2 separate regions of the Hordeum vulgare genome follow, and region 1 is linked to region 2. The links are chromatin contacts, called in public Hi-C maps. All regions are on one chromosome and are shown on one strand. The core of a region is the stretch at or near the end of the contact, and the rest is flanking DNA. Distances in the headings are between cores, read along the strand shown.

The links. A called contact is a pair of places that touch in the nucleus more often than the background predicts.
Region 1: a contact with region 2 is called in a Hi-C map of leaf, with 4 times the contacts expected there. The contact joins the promoter of LOC123444084 here to the promoter of LOC123444080 in region 2. A contact is called at or near these places in 4 of 6 Hi-C or Micro-C datasets (leaf and seedling) and 1 of 1 datasets of contacts at active chromatin or transcription factors (embryo).

The regions. Positions count from the first base shown.
Region 1 is chr3H:425,614,644-425,617,493 of MorexV3_pseudomolecules_assembly, forward strand. LOC123444084 (trihelix transcription factor ASIL2-like) reads left to right here and starts at 1,557. Exons shown (of 2, transcript XM_045120696.1): 1 at 1,557-2,743. The coding sequence starts at 1,792. The coding sequence ends at 2,742.
Region 2 is chr3H:425,225,262-425,227,961 of MorexV3_pseudomolecules_assembly, forward strand. LOC123444080 reads right to left here and starts at 1,268. Exons shown (of 9, transcript XM_045120692.1): 1 at 902-1,268; 2 at 76-714. The coding sequence starts at 1,030.

The sequences.
Region 1 (2,850 bases), core at 307-2,806, 390 kb after region 2:
GAGCGAATGGTTTGACCACACAACCAGCAGCCGAGCAATCTTTTTTGTTATGCTTGTTAACCCTTGTCTCACTCGGACTGCTTGGCCACATCACATTTATCCCTTTTTGTTTTTGGTCACGGCAAAATTGTAAGTGACCAACTATGGGTCATTAAGGTTGTGATGTCAAGTTTGAGATCAAATGCGGAGAAAGAATGTGAGCAATGCGAAACAAAGTGGTATACCTTTTTTTGCGATGAAACAAAGTGGTATACCAGCGTTAGAATATTTGGTGTGCGAAGTTAGTTATTTCCGAATGACATTCGGAGTAATGAACAAGCCGTTATAATGGTTGAGATATCACCACTGCTGTCGATCTCAACCACCCGCCTTCGCGGTCGTACCTCTGCCCGCTTGCTGCCCCCATTTCGGTGCTCGAGCACATCTTCTGGATCAAATCAACGCGACAACTACAACAACTTGGGATGATGCGTCTGCTCAATGCAGAACGGCGGCGGTGCGCGGATAAGGCGCAGCAGAGCGAAGTACTTGCAGGTGGAGGCAGGCCTCCATGGCTCACACGGGGAACTCCGAGGTTATGGCGCGGCAACGGCGACTCCTTATGACCAGATAGAGGCGCCTAACCCTTGCTCCCCTCATTGTATCCTCTCCTCCGGCAGGAACTCATCATGTGGTGAGATTCCCTCCCCATGCCTCCAACCGTGTGCCAAGCACCGGCAAGAGATTTTGTTTTATGGGAATTTGTTTGCTGATGAATGAATGTATTGAATGTAAGATTGCATTGTTATAGAGAGAGAGAATGGAACACCATCTTCAGTTTATCATCTGATCCCATATTCTCTACCCCATGAGTGAAATAAGATAACAGTCCATTGATCAATTCACGTAGACTCTTTGTTTTGCTTTGATTGTTCCGTTCAATTTCTCATCATGGTGGAATTAACAATGGACGGGTTGATTTCTCAACAAAATAGGATAGAACTGACTACATTAGTTAGTTAGCTTATTATTTTAATAAATCAAAATGATTATAAAAAGATTAAAAACATGTGGTATTTTTTCTCCTGTTACAACGCACGGGCCCTTTTGCTAGTTCAACCTTTTGAATTAAAGACATAATAGATTATAAAAAACTGGATTATATAATCTGAGTGGTTTCAAACAGGACCTTAAAACTAGTTTTACAACAAAAACGAAATCGTTCCACCCAAAACACGGCGGTCCCACCTCGACGCATCCATCGATGACCATCCATCCCCGAAGTCTTCGAACCCCGTCGCCACCCCGCCTCCGTCGCTCGCTCGCTCGGACTGTTTCTCTCTCCTTTTCGGCGCCCGAAAACCAAAGAGACGCAGCGCACGCCGACCGAACGTCGGCCAGCCGAGGCGTCCCGTACGTATGGAGCCCCCCTTGGGCACGGCATCCGCGTCCTGCGTCCCGCACCGCGACGTGCTGCGCCGGCCAACCGTGCCTTCCGTTCCGATTTTAATTCGGCTCCACCCCCGACGGCCGGTCAGTCAAACCCGCCCCCACCCATCCAACGGCGGCCGTTCCCCAATGCCTCCGCCCGCTCCCCTCCCATCCACGTGCCCACCGCGTCCGCCTCCCTCACGGTCACGGCCCACGGGCCGCCGCTCCCCACCTCGCCGCCCCTCCGCTCCCCTCTTTTATTCCCCTCCCCCCTCGTCGCCAGCGGCCCCCGACTCGCATCCATCCATCTCCAGCCACCGTAAGGGGAAATTTGTCCAGACTTCTAGGGTTTCCTGAGAGAGAGAGATCTGGGCGGGAGCCATGGACGGGAAGCTGCCGCCGCCCAACCCCAACCTCCCGTACCGGGAGGACTGCTGGAGCGAGGGCGAGACGGCCGCCCTCGTCGACGCCTGGGGGTCGCGGTACATCGACCTCAACCGCGGCAGCCTTCGCCAGCCGCAGTGGCGGGAGGTCGCCGACGCCGTCAACACGCGCCCGGGGGCCTCCGCGCGCCGCCGGCCCCCGCGCACCGACATCCAGTGCAAGAACCGTGTCGATACCCTCAAGAAGAAGTACAAGGCCGAGCGGGCGCGGGGCGGGCCATCGCCCTGGCCCTTCTTCCGCCAGCTCGACGTCCTCGTCGGCCCGACCCTCTCCGCCGCCGCCGCCGCCAAGAAGCCCTCCCCGCCCCGCGCGCTTCCCATGCTGAGGAGGCGCATGTCGCCCTCTCGCTCCCCGTCGCCGCCCTCGCCAGCACCGCCGATGGCGCTCCCCTTGCCCAACTACCGCCGCGGGTCCAACCTCCCGGCCGCTGACCTCTTCCATAAGGCCGCCGCCGCTGCGGCCGCCGCGGATTCCGACTCGGAAGATGGCTACAACAACAACATTAACTATGACGACGACGAGGGCTCGCAGCAATCGGCCTCGCGCTCAGTGTCGTCTCACTCTGGTGGTAACGGTCCTCCTGCTCTTGGAGGTGGCGGCAGCAACAAAAGGAAGAGGGGCGGGGCTGGAGGTTTTGGGGAGCTAGCGATGGCAATGGAGACATTCGCTGATATGTATGAGCGCATGGAGGCTGCCAAGCAGAGACATGCCGAGGAGATGGAGAAGCAGCGGATCAAGTTCCTCAAGGATCTGGAGCTCAAGCGGATGCAGGCTTTCGTGGACATGCAGCTTCAACTTTCGAGGGTAAAGCACGCCAAGAATGGTACCTCGGAGATGCTTATGTCTCTCGCTGCACTGCCGTTCCTCAGCAACCCTGCTTACCTCTGATGTAAGACCTTAGGTAAGGAATTTGGCCTCTTAAAGTCAAATTTTAGGTTACAATGATAGATTTGTCTAGGGGATTGATGATGTGTTTTTGTATGTTATATTGTTATT
Region 2 (2,700 bases), core at 18-2,517:
GAAGAAAACAAGTAAGAAATGGAGTTTTCATTGAAAAGGGCACAGCAAGATTGAGAAGTAACCAACAGAAACAACCTGCTGGGAAGATTGCGAGCCTGGGTGTTCCTGGTTTAACTGCTCTTGAAGCTTAAGAGCGAGCATCTCATCCGACTCAATTTGCCTGGCCTTCAACTGGCTGGCGTCAGGAAGTGGGAAATGGAGCCCCTTGATCCTCGACAGCCATGCGCTACTGTCTTCCATGAGCAGCTCAGGAATGGCCATAGAGCTTTGTCCAGGCATCGCAGCACCATCCCTGTTGTCTGGTTCTTCTTTGGGCATAGACACTGATCTGCAAATCTCATCACCCCAAGGTCCCCAACAACGCCCGGCCGTTTCGTCTCTTTCATCTCTAGATTTGTGTGCCGCTGCACTCCATGAATCCCACCCCACAGGCCGAGCTCCCAAGATACCAGCACCAGAACCATGCGATCCTCCCCTGAGCGAAGGAGGCCCTGCTGCCCACGCGCTCTCCCCCTCGCCCGCCTTCTCCTTATCTTTCCTCACCGCCTGACATGGGTGCTGCGGCGGCCAGGCCATTCTGCTTGTCTGCACAGGAAGACTCCCGGGGCCGCGGGATGGATCCGCCGGCTCCCGGGCAGGGCGCTTCCGATCAGGCGAGTGCGCGCACGCCTCGCCCTCGGAGTCGGATGATACCAAATCCACCACCTCCATTTCCTGCAAAAATGGGGTCAATACAGTATCTTGCAACTTCTCTTTACTTTTGCAAATAAAAAGGATAAGCTTTCGCCCCCTTTCTGCGATTGGCACGAAGAAGCTCAAGAAAACTGCTAGCGGGCGACAGAAATTCCCTATTCAAGTGATATCAGCGCTCAACAGAAAGTTGTTGATTCGTGGTTCTTACTAAATCGCCGTTGAATGACCGGGAAGAAAGATTGACCGGGCCAAGAAACCGCGCACAAGACGCACGAACAATCTGGAAAAAAAAATAGAAGAAAAATAGAAGGGAGGGAAGAATTTCAGGTTCGGGCATACTACATACCTGCAGAAAGAGAAACAAGGGGGAGAGGGGGGGAGGCGGAAATGCTAGGGCTAGAGCTCAGGTGCGCCCGTGGGAAGGAGGCGGAAGCGGAGGCGTCAGGGAGGGTGTGTGGTTCTTGCCTTCTTGGGCTCCTGGCTTCCTCTTCTTGATTTTGGTTTCCAGGGAGACGAGGCGGGTGCTCGGTGGGCGACGAAGAAGGGGTGTCTGTCCGGAAATAGAAAGCTTTTGCACTTTGCCCCTCCGCTTGTGACCTGTCCACATGAAAAATACTGCCTGCGCTCACTTTTGACCGATCTACAGGACAGAGATGGAGAGAAAGAGGGGGGAGGGGGACATTTCTTTTACCTCCGCCTCTTTTTAAATATAAGACATTTTAAAAATTATATTATAAACTACTCCCTTCGTTTCTAAATATAAGGTGTATTATTATTTTTAAAGTCAAACTTCTCTAACTTTAACCAGGTTTATAGACAAAAATATCAAGGTAGAATACCAAATAATTATCACTAGATTCATTATGAAATATATTTTCATATTCTATATATCTAGCATTGGAAATTGTTATATATTTTGCTATAAAGTTGGTCAAACATAGACAAGGTTTGACTTTTTTTTAAACTAATACACCTTGTATTTAGGAACGGAGGGAGTACATTCAAATGTATATAAACATATTTTAAAATATAGATTCATTCATTTTGCTCTGTATGTAGTCTCCTAGTAAAATCTCTAAAAGGTCTTATATTTTGAAACGGATGGAGTAGTAAGCACATATCATCATCTAATCAGTACACTATTAAGGCCAAAATGACATATTTTAACTCTTTTTGAAAGTTTAGCACAAAATGAGCCTATTCAAAACTCTTTTCATTTTGGTCGATGGGAAAAAGGTGTGGGGACTGGGAAGAAGCGGATGATTACTTGGGGCACGACAGTGTGCTCCGCTTACCGAGACGTGGCCGGAGTCGAAGGAAACGTCGTGGGGCCGAAGAGGAGGAAGGTGGTGTGGTCTAGGCGTCCTGGCTCGATGTAGTTGACGTCGGGGACGTAGTCGGACACGACGGCACTTTTGGACACGTTTGTGGAGCTCGGAGACGATGTTATTCACGGCGATGCCATGGACGCGCTCTCGGGCTCCGTTGGGGTAGGTGGATGGGGCTTCTCGGGTCTTCTTTCTTGGCCCAGGGGAAAGAGGGGAGCGGGGAATGAGTGGCTCGCAAGGGCTGGATCAAGATAAAGATGTCAGGGTGGCAGCATGGGCGAGCACGACGTCGGGTGTTTGCGGTCCCCGCGCTCCCTAATTTACGATGAGAGGAAGAAGAAAGTGGGTGTGAGCGACACCCGCACTCACAAACAGGTGGGGCCACGCAGCACATGTGGTGCGAGTGACTGGTAGGGTATGCAGGCTCGACGGTGAGAGAAGGATAGGAGAGGGTTAGGTGGGTTGGTGGCATTGGGCTCGCTTTCTCGAAAGGTCAAAATGCCCTTTACCTTCTTTAGAAAAACAAGGGATGAAAAACAAAATGCAGGGGCATTTTGGGAAGGTGTAAAAAATAAAAGAAAACATATTATTGGAAGATTATTTAAGTTCTTAATTTGAAGAGTGGTTTGGGAACATTAGCAAAGTTTAAAGTTAAACAATCTTGAATTAATTTCAAACT